Regions from separate parts of the Gossypium arboreum genome. Here all the other regions are linked to region 4. The links are chromatin contacts, called in public Hi-C maps. All regions are on one chromosome and are shown on one strand. The core of a region is the stretch at or near the end of the contact, and the rest is flanking DNA. Distances in the headings are between cores, read along the strand shown. Region 1 holds the start of LOC108480583 (photosystem I reaction center subunit III, chloroplastic-like). Region 2 holds the start of LOC108480202 (putative hydrolase C777.06c). Region 3 holds the start of LOC108476602 (protein ROOT HAIR DEFECTIVE 3 homolog 2-like). Region 4 holds the start of LOC108483912.

The links. Hi-C and Micro-C count contacts between places; a contact is called where the count stands out from the background.
Region 1: a Hi-C map of leaf shows a contact between it and region 4, with 4 times the contacts expected there. The contact joins the promoter of LOC108480583 here to the promoter of LOC108483912 in region 4. A contact is called at or near these places in 2 of 5 Hi-C or Micro-C datasets (both in leaf).
Region 2: a Hi-C map of leaf shows a contact between it and region 4, with 4 times the contacts expected there. The contact joins the promoter of LOC108480202 here to the promoter of LOC108483912 in region 4. A contact is called at or near these places in 2 of 5 Hi-C or Micro-C datasets (both in leaf).
Region 3: a contact with region 4 is called in a Hi-C map of leaf, with 4 times the contacts expected there. The contact joins the promoter of LOC108476602 here to the promoter of LOC108483912 in region 4. A contact is called at or near these places in 3 of 5 Hi-C or Micro-C datasets (all in leaf).

What each region holds. Positions count from the first base shown.
Region 1 is chr6:20,164,218-20,166,917 of ASM2569848v2, reverse strand. It overlaps LOC108480583 (photosystem I reaction center subunit III, chloroplastic-like), which reads left to right and starts at 1,430. Exons shown (of 2, transcript XM_017783628.2): 1 at 1,430-2,325. The coding sequence starts at 1,642. The coding sequence ends at 2,316.
Region 2 is chr6:20,230,404-20,233,103 of ASM2569848v2, reverse strand. It overlaps LOC108480202 (putative hydrolase C777.06c), which reads left to right and starts at 1,324. Exons shown (of 10, transcript XM_017783108.2): 1 at 1,324-1,632; 2 at 2,202-2,337; 3 at 2,432-2,559. The coding sequence starts at 1,421.
Region 3 is chr6:19,809,380-19,812,079 of ASM2569848v2, reverse strand. LOC108476602 (protein ROOT HAIR DEFECTIVE 3 homolog 2-like) reads right to left here and starts at 1,369. Exons shown (of 10, transcript XR_008284313.1): 1 at 1,208-1,369; 2 at 1,045-1,101; 3 at 628-786.
Region 4 is chr6:19,975,877-19,978,576 of ASM2569848v2, reverse strand. It overlaps LOC108483912, which reads right to left and starts at 1,347. Exons shown (of 5, transcript XM_017787452.2): 1 at 1,092-1,347. It overlaps LOC108484012 (histone H3.2), which reads right to left. Exons shown (of 1, transcript XM_017787614.2): 1 at 2,169-2,700. The coding sequence ends at 2,324.

The DNA of each region.
Region 1 (2,700 bases), core at 181-2,680, 190 kb before region 4:
TTTTTTTTACGAATTTGCGTAGTGGATTCAAAATAAAATAAAAAAGGAAAATAAAAATAGAAAATGAACAAATGAACAAATGAACCACCTTTGAAATGTGTTCAATTTCTCTATATTGATTTCATATTCCCTCTGTTCGTCAGTATCCAAAAAAATATTGAAAAGTTTTAGGCTTTTTATAGCCGAAAGAGAATAAAAACAAAATTTGCTCCTTTTGCTTGTTGTTTTGCAGTTGTTTTCTTGTGTTTACATGCAAGTACGGAGGCCAGTTGGCGTGGTGATACGTGGCACTTGGCATGGGGCGTACGGAGGCTACGCTAGAGGCTAGTTGCTGCGCAAACAGAAAACCTAAGGTTTCTGTGAATAATTTGGTCTTGGGCCACTTGGGCCAAATTTGTTTTGTTTTGAGTATTGGGTTATGGGTTTGTTTGGGTTTAGGGTTAACTTGGGCCTGGTGTATTGGATTTAGTTTATTCTGTTTGGTTATTTTGTTTTTTTGGGCCAGCATTTTGTAATTGGACTATAGTGGACATTTAATTGCTTTTTTTTTGATTTATTATTATTTTGTAATTTGGTTTTAGTATGGGCCCAGGCAAATTAGCCTGTTACATACTTAATTTTTATTAATATATGAAACATTTTTATAATATAAATTTAATACTTATAAAATTCAATATTTATATTTTCAGCATTTAATTTTTCAATTGATGAAACATATCCTTAGTGTAAATAATTAACTTCCTTAATGGTTTTACTAGTTCGGTTTTTCTTATGATTAGTTTATAAACAATGCCTGCTTACAAACCTAGAAAGGGTTAAAAGAGGAATTAACCAAACAAAAGTATGTCCAATGTGCCAATACGAAACAAAAGACACTTTACATATTCTCAGAGACTGTCCAATAGCTAAGGATATCTGGAAATTGATTGTGCCGAAAGCAAGATGGTCTCAGTTTTTCTCTTAACAATTTATTTGAATCGGTCAGAACAAACTTAGGAAGTCATGGGCAGCTGACGAGGCATGGAGTCCCTTGGTCAACGCTTTTTGGAATACTAATTCGGCGATTTTGGAAAAATAATAATCACTTTATTATCGAAATGCTCCCATAAAATTCTGTAGAAATTATTAAAATATCAACAAGTTGGGCGTAGTATAACGCAATTAGTAGTTGGATTCCATCTAGGAATAGTAATTTAGATGATGTCTCCAAGAATTGTTTAAATAGTAGGGTAGGAGAATGTTAGTTTTAATAAAAGTAATTTAGGATTTATTAGATTAACTGATAATATAGAGGTTTTTATAAGATTAAAATAAAAATTTGACCAAAGGAAGCCTATGGGTATATATAGAATATAGTTTTTTTTATTATTTAAATAGAATAGTAGATTATATAGGTATATAAGAGCTATATCAGATATAGATATGGATACAGGGAGAATCTGAAACTTACAACCAAACAGCCATGAACCCAATCGCAGCTACCCAACTCAGCATTCTAACATCTCATATTCCACTTCATCTTATCTTTCCTTCCACCACTAGTCCTTCCCTCCTCCGAATCTAAAACTCATCCTTCCCCTTCTCTCTCAAATCCTCCTCCCCTCCTTCTTCACCACACACCACAACTACTATACTCCCAAAATGTCTCTTACAATCCCCACTAACCTCTCCAAATCCCTTTTGAAGCCAAAGCTAAACTCCAAACTCACCCCCAAAGTTTCACGATCATTGGTGGTATGCTCCACCGACAAGACTTCATCGCCACCATCATCAGCTTCATCACTCCAAGCCTTCTCAGCAGCTCTTGCTCTTTCTTCCATTCTTCTCTCAGCCCCACAGCCTGCCGTAGCTGATATTGCAGGCCTCACACCATGCAAAGAGTCCAAGCAATTCGCCAAACGTGAGAAGCAGCAGATCAAGAAGCTGGAATCGTCGTTGAAGCTATACGCCCCTGACAGCGCTCCAGCTCTCGCTATCAAAGCAACCATCGAGAAAACCAAGAGACGGTTTGACAACTACGGGAAGTACGGGCTGCTGTGTGGGTCTGATGGGTTGCCTCATTTGATAGTAAGCGGTGATCAGAGGCACTGGGGTGAGTTCATCACGCCTGGTCTCTTGTTCTTGTACATCGCTGGATGGATCGGGTGGGTTGGAAGGAGCTACCTCATTGCTATTAGCGATGATAAGAAGCCTGCCATGAAGGAGATCATCATTGATGTGCCTTTGGCTACCGGTCTTATATTTAGAGGCTTTATTTGGCCTGTCGCTGCTTACAGAGAGCTTATCAATGGTGACCTTGTTGTCAAGGACGTTTAATCTCCTCAGGTCCTTCTTCTCTTTCTCTTCAAAAAAATTCCCCCTTTTTTTTTTATTTTTTATTTTACGCTAATTCAAGCATGTTTTTGCCTTATAGTGTAAGGGTTAACATGTGTTGGCCATATTCCATCTAATGATGTTGAACCTTACTATTCTGAAGTAGTAAATTACTAATCTGAAATAGTGTGTCATAAAACCTTGCAATCTTATATTCCGAATCCAATTTTACACCCCAAAATTCGATATTTTCATTTATTAATCATATTAGTAACATTTTTTATTTAAAAATATCACATTAAACTTCAATTATTGAATCAAATAATAGATTCTTGAGATTAAAAATAGAAGTAGTAATTTCAAATGAGTAGAAGGTAAAGGGATCGA
Region 2 (2,700 bases), core at 75-2,574, 250 kb before region 4:
ACCCCTTACTATCGAGTCGTTACAGAAAAGAATTCAATAAACATCAATACTAAAAAGTACTCAATAACCCTTTGTTTTTTTTCTTTTTTTTCTTTTGCTTTTGTATTTTTTCTTTTTTTTTCTTTTGCTTTTGTACCAGCAGTACCAAAAATTTGCTTACACAAGAATGAAGAAATGGAGTTGTACAAACAGTCTGCAGGCTTGCAACATGCCCAAAATGTCAACATCAATGGGTGAAGAAATAGGTATTCTAGGCATGAATTTTATTCCAAAGAATATGATCTATTCTCGAGACGGTAGCGAGTAGAAATTTCTGAAATTTTATGTGTTAAACATGAGAATCAAATTGAGTTGAACAAGTGTAGGGAAAACAAATTGAATACTAAAACAGGGTCCCATGAGAAAACCAAATGATTGATACATTTACATTCGACATGAAAAATGAAATCTTACCTTGAAAACACAACACAATGGAAAAAAAAAATCAAATTCTGGAGAGAGTTCAAGTCCCAAACCAAGTGATCAAATCTGATGAAAAAAAAAAAAAAAGAAACTCATTAATCAAATCCAAAAACATTTCTGTAAGGTTGATAAATGATCCAGAAAATAGAAAGAGCGAATCAAATAAAGTCAAGATTTAAGCACGAGAGTCAACGTACCATTTTACTTAGCTCCTTAAATGTCCTGATTTCTGTTTTGGCCCATAACATTGCCTTTGGTCCTACATACAAATTAAAGGTACCTTCTTAAGAGATGAAGACTTCACTGCAAAGTTGTAATCAATTGAAGGCACCTTTTGATCAATTTCTGATCAAAGGTCCATCAATTGAGTTGAGTTATATATATGTTGAACTTGTCATTGTAGCTATAAAAGGATGAAACTGCAGTAATGGTTAAAGAATAGAAAGCCTGATATGTAGCATTGATTGTGAGTAAGGACTAGGTTTCATTTCTATACATTTTTTGTTGTTGTTTTTCTAATGAATTAGATGGTTCATAGTTGAACATTAATCGATCAACTTATAAATCCTTGAATTTTATTTGAATTCAATTGATTAATTCATACCTTGATATGCATAATTGTTTATCTCAAAATACATAGTCCTTATCTTCAAGAATCTTCATCACTGTTCTTTGTAGTTCATTCTTTAACTCTGTTTCTTCCTCTGTTGGGTGACCAAATTGCAGGATTTCATATAGGGGACCAAAATGAAAGCATCTTAAAAGTTGGGTGATCAACTAGTTAGTTTACCCTAAAAAGTTTTGAACAACTGTAACGTGGCAAAAAATTAAAAGGGCAGGAGCCGTTAAAATATTCGGGCGGATTATTCCCTATAAATGCCCTCCACCTTTGGTAAAATTTCTTCTTCTTCCCCATTCATCCTCTTTTCAGCACCTCAAATTTCCAATAATAATAATAATGGAAAATCAAAACCCGCTCCAAAATGGAGCTCTTGAGAGTGCCGTAGGAAACGGTGGTCGCAGTGGTGATGGATCGGCTCTGATCTTTCTTGGAACCGGCTGCTCCAGTGCCCTCCCAAACGCTATGTGCTTGATTCAGCCCTCTGATCCTCCCTGTCAAGTCTGCTCCCAATCCCTCTCCATCCCCCCCGATCGTAACCCTAATTACAGGTCTCCTTTCCCCTTTATTTTTTTTTCTAAAATTTAATTGTGCATACAATTTCTTCTATACCGCAGATCTAAACTTTTCCGTGCATTTTTTTCACTAGTCATTATTGTGTGATATCAACATTGTCTTGACATTTTTTAAATAATTTATCAAATATCGTTGGTAACTTGTTGCTGTTAATTTAGTAGTAAAAGAAAATAACTTAGTTTAATTTGTTTATTATACCCAAGTCGTGCACAAATCCTCACAATTAACGTGCAAAAGTAATTTTATTGACAATGAGAAAAATATTGATAATTCAAGTACTATAATAACTGATATAAAAATATTTTAATACTGTAATTTCTTGGATAAAAATGCATTTTATAATAGATTCTGTTAATTGAAGAAATCTTAATGTAAAAATAAAATATTTTTGCAATGCAATTTAGGAGTATAATTAACAATCTTGTTCATTTTCACAAGTTCAAATGATTCTCCACATCTGTGCTTTCATTATGTGATAATTTCTGATTATAGTTTCTCAAAGAAATTTAAGGTTTTCCAGCTTCGATTTTTTTTATCCTTTCAGGTGCAATACATCTTTGCTTATAGATTATTGTTCCAGCGATGGTATACGCAATTATATTATTATTGATGTGGGCAAGACATTTAGGGAACAAGTTCTTCGGTGGTTCACTTTCCACAAGATTCCTCGTGTAGATTCTGTGAGTTTAAGCTTAGCATAGTGACCATCTTATATTTAGTTTATTGACTAGTGCAATTCCAAAATAGTACTAATTTTCCTTTTGTGAACTCTAGATTGTTTTGACTCATGAACATGCTGATGCAATTCTTGGTTTGGATGATATTCGTGCCATCCAACCTCATAGTCCTACTAACGATATTGATCCCACCGCCATTTACCTAACTCGACATTCAATGGATAGGTATAATATGAATTTTTATTCTTGGTTTTATTGTGCATAAATACTTTTCTATCTCCAGTTATGCAGATACATTACCAATATATCTGTTGTTCATATATTTGTATAATATAAGAGGTTATTGGTATAATATGCTCTAAATAG
Region 3 (2,700 bases), core at 120-2,619, 170 kb after region 4:
GGTTTTGTTTGGCCTTATATAAAAGTTGGGACCCTCCACTCAAAAACAAATGGCTTTAGGTAGGATGCTTAAGAGGGTACCAAAACCTAATCTCTGTTATGCTGTTCCTCCTACCTAACCCTATGAGGTTGACAAAGGTAGCTATTTAACGTAAAGACCTTTTGAGCTACATGTGAGGGGAGTGTTAAGTGGTGTTATCCGCATCTGTAGTATTGGGTTTCGTATGGTCTCATATTAAAGTTGAGCTCCTCCACCTGTAAACAATTGGTTTTAGGTTGGATGATTAATACATACAATTCAAAGCATCAAACAACAATACATGCCTAAAGTAGGTTTCTAGGATAGAGCTCAGCCTTCTCCCAAAACCAAACACTGGTCCACTTTGAACAACTTCTTCCAATGCTAGCAATCCTACTCAAAATTTACTAACCATTACTAAAATGGAGCATTCAATCAAGCAAAGTAAAAATGTACCTCATTAGAGGATAAGTGATGGAGTTTCTCATTTGCAATCTCTTCACAACGCACTATGGCAACCATTACTTGATGAAAATGATGGAAAGACATTAATTATATGATAAGGAAAGAAACACTATTCAGATAGAAAGATAAGGATGAAGAGATAACCTTGTGAGCAAGAAGATCAAGATCCTTGTTCTCTTTTATAACTCTCCATGTCTGTTGTGCACTAAAAGAGAATCCGGCGGCAGGGACAACACCCTGTCTATCACCAGCAAATCCTCCCAGAAAAATAGATTTGAAAAAGTGCTACCTTAGTTGAGCAACCTGCATGAGAGAAATTTAAATGCTAGTTTAGCATCAAGGGCCAGGATTCTACTCACTCTCCCTCCCCTCCCCTCCCCTCCCCTCCCCTTCATGCCTTCTTCAATGTACCAAAAGGATAAAAAAATGGATCATGATGCCCAAAACCAAGTATTTGGATAAACAAAGTAATACGAAAAGAGTTAAAAGCAGTATCCAAAAGTCAATCATACCTAAAATTTTGAGGCATAATAAACTTCAGTAACAAGAGAGAGAGATTACCTGCTCTTTGAACAAATCCTCTTTTTCTTTAAAGCTTGATAAAGCAGTGACCTCCACCTTCATGTAAAAGTTCAAATGGTAACCAATGCTTATAATAACTATGAACGACATAGAACTGAAATGCAAAGGTGATTAGGAAACAGGAAAATGGATATCTACTTACATTAAAGAATTCACTGAGGGGAGTATCTTTATGGGACTTAGGTTTACTAACTGCATTCCATATCTGCAGTAATACACACCAATTAAAATGTTGAAAAAAAACAGATAGAAAGACAAAGTGAGAGAGATCAAGTGGGTAGAAAGGAGGAAAATAGAGAAACCCATACGCAATGTTACTGTCGAAACCATTTTTTTATTTTGAAAAACGAGGGTCGACACCTTGTAAAATATTTTGTTTTATTAAAACATCAATTTTGGCCTACGAAATTTAAGAAAACAGGTTCAGGAGTTAGTTACGTATGAAGAAGGATTAGCACTCTCGTAACGCCCAAAATTGGTACCTAATTGATTAACTTATGTATTAATGTCGAAAAATTGAAAAGATTTTAAAAAACGATCCTTTTTATTTAAAAGAAAACTTGAATAAATCGAATTGGATGATGTTAAGACTTCTTATTTCGAAGAAATAAAATGTCACACTCAGTGAGTTAGGACACGACATTTGAAACCTTTGAAAATAAGATTGTCTTTTGTTTCTTAGAAATTCTTACCTCGAGACAACAAGATGTCACATCCAGTAAGTTAGGACACAACATCTCGAATTCTCGAGAATAAGCTTTTTATTTGAAACTCATGAGTTTCAATTTTAAAAGGGTATTCGGTTATTTAGATCAAACGAAGAAACCGAAACTCAGTACGTTAGAGCACAATTTCTTGAATTTTCAAATACGAAATATTACCTTTATTTTAAAACAAAATTCCATGAATCAGGTGAAGGTTAATGTAATGCAATTTGATGAAAAAAAGTACGATACTAAATTGCATACTAGAATAACAAATGCGTAATGCGAATGGTAATGGTAATAACAATGAGGAAAATAAAATGGAGTAAAGAAATAAAACAACGAAACTATAAAAAGAAAAAAATAGGTAAAAACTAAAAAACCAAAAAATAATAGAACCTGAAATAAACCAATAAATAGATGCTTTGTAAAATAGCTTAAATAATAATAATAATAATAATAATAATAATAATAATAATAATGATAATGATAATGATAATGATAATATTAATATAAATAATAAGTAATCTAAAACTTAAAAGGATTAGGTAAATGAATAATAAGATAATCATAAAAATGTCTAAAAGTAAGGATAATGATAATAAGTAAGTAAACACAAACAAATGATGTAATATATATATATATATATATATATATATATAATGGAATAATAATAATGAGGGCCAAAAACATAACAATGAACTAAACAAAATAATAAAAGGGAATAGTAAATGAAATAACAAAAATACTAATAAAAATTTAATTAAAAATTTAAAGTAGGCTGAATAAGAAAAAATATTAAGTAAAATGGTTTTAAAAAATAATAATAATAATTATAAATAATAATAATAATAATAGTAATAAAAAGGTAAAAAATAATAAAATAATAAAAATACTATTACGTTACTACTAATAATAATAAAAAAAAAAC
Region 4 (2,700 bases), core at 98-2,597:
ATACAACCAAGGTTTGATTCCCATTGTTAACAATCCAACTCATAACATTACATAAATAAGATTAAATAACAAGACAAAGTTTTAACAAAAACATCAAATGCTATCTTAATGGTTAATAGTTCTGCAAAAATGAAAGTCAGATGCTTGCAAAGTACTAGAGAACAAAGCCAACATAATTCTCTTATTATCGCGTAAAACTCCACCACATCCACCTAATCCCATCAGTAGATTCATCGCATAAATAAGAAAATCTAATCTTAAACATTACAAACATATAGCAAAAGATAATGTGATATAAACCAAATTCAAATGTTTATATGAGATAATGTGCTTGTAAATTACTTGTATTCGATTCCATAAAATTTTAAACTTGATCATTGATGAATCAAAGCTTAATAAACCAAATTCAGATGTACTAATACTCAAATAACTCCAAAACTTAATCAATTTTTACCCCACAAAAAAGAGTTTTACTGTTAGAAAATCTGAAGTTAAACTAACAAATATAATTAATTAATTTTAAAGTTGAATATAAAGAAATTAAATTCATCTTTTACAGAATAAATGAACATAATAGAAGCAAATCCATCGATTCAAATTTTATATCACATCAACCTCAAGTTGGAAACTCGATCAATCTGGAATTGAATTGAATTTCAAGCCTAAATAGCTCAAAATTCTTACAATACCAAGCCACGAAAGGTCATATGCCAGGCTTTTGAGATAGGCAGCAACAGGATAAAACCAGAATCTTTTGAAATGAGAATAGCATTACAAAATACCGGCTCACAAGTCGTCAGCAAGTGAAGCAGAAAAACCCACATACTTTTACAATTAAACACACATTCAACGAAATTTTTATCTTAGTTTCTGGTCACAATTATCTTAGTTTCGTCCACAATAAGGAATTCCCAGCTTCAAGTTTAAGAAAACAATAATAAGAAAAATAAAATAACTGAAAATTTAATCCTAAACATAATTTAATCTTTGTGCATAAAACACCCTAAAATCGGCAGTGAAAGCAGCAGTGGAAAACAATAATAAGAAAAATAAAATAACAAAATATATGAACTATTGGACGGCATAAATACCGAGCAAACCAGAGGAAGCAGCAGCAGCAGGAAGAAGCAGGACGCAAAAAGCAACGTTGATGGGCTGCAGCGAGACGCGCAGACAGACGGACGGGCAGCGGCGCTGGAGGCCACTGGTGGAGCCGTGGAGGTGGAGAGCGGCACTTAGAGCTATCGGTTTTCTCTTTTAAGAAATAAGAACTGATAGGGAAGAGAAGGGGAATGACCGAATGAGGGACTGGGTCTGAGAGGAAATACGGGAAAAAAATTTAGGGTAATAAAATCGGATCGGACCGGGCTGAAAAACTCTGGCCTGAAGCCCATTTCTTTTTCATGATTGTTGTCATTCTTATGGTTTTTTTTTATAAAAATATCCTTAAAAATTTGATTAATTACGAAAATAATTTATTTTTTATTATATATGAAGATGCCCTGAAAAATTACAATAAAATTTGGTGGAATAAAAAGTTTAAAGCCACCAACATGTTACATTAACAACTAAAATAAATAATTTATATTTTAGTAGAACCATATAAAATAAAGTCACATATATAAATATAAAAGAATATTATTATTTTTAAAAATTTAGAAGAGTTTTAAAAAAATTTGGTGAAGTCAAAAAATTTGACACTTTTTTTGTTTTTAAATTTTAAACCTATAAAGAAAATATTTTTCTATTGATAAAGCCATTTTATAAGGCACCACCATGCACTCTACCATTTATTTTTAATTTTTTAAATATTTTATTTAAATTTAAATATAAAAAGTAAAATTTTATTTAGTAAAACCATTTTTTAGCAAAATCAAATTAATATATATAATATTTAATGAGAAATCAATTCAAATTGAAGTTGAAAAGAAAAAATTTATATCTTACTAAAGAATGAATGGAAGAGAAATAAGGATTGTTTTTTTTTAAGAATTTATATTTTTATGTAAATTTTTAATTTGAATGTATACAGCAAATGAATTGTTTAGTATTTGAAAAATACACTACCATCCTCAAAATCTATTTTTTGACGTGAGATATGCGACCCAAAATATTTTATACTTCCTTTTTATAAAATTTTAATTTCCCTTTTTTAATTTCTTACAATATGAACGAACAGCTCCAATCTCATTAATCAAAAATCATGAAATTATATGGCATCCTTTAGAATCGCATCGATTTACATCAAACATTTGCAGAGAAATCTAATACATCAAAATGAAAATAAGCTTAGGCCTCAGACATCAATCACCTAAAAGCAAACCTAGGCTCTCTCACCTCTAATCCTCCTAGCAAGCTGGATATCCTTAGGCATGATGGTAACCCTCTTAGCATGAATAGCACATAGATTTGTATCCTCAAATAGTCCGACGAGATAAGCTTCAGCCGCCTCTTGAAGAGCAGCAACAGCGCTGCTTTGGAACCTCAAGTCAGTCTTGAAATCTTGAGCGATTTCTCTCACAAGCCTCTGGAATGGAAGCTTTCTGATCAAGAGCTCAGTGCTTTTCTGGTACTTCCTGATTTCCCTAAGAGCCACAGTTCCTGGCCTGAAACGATGAGGCTTCTTCACTCCTCCAGTCGCCGGAGCTGATTTTCGAGCCGCCTTCGTGGCTAGCTGCTTACGTGGCGCCTTGCCGCCGG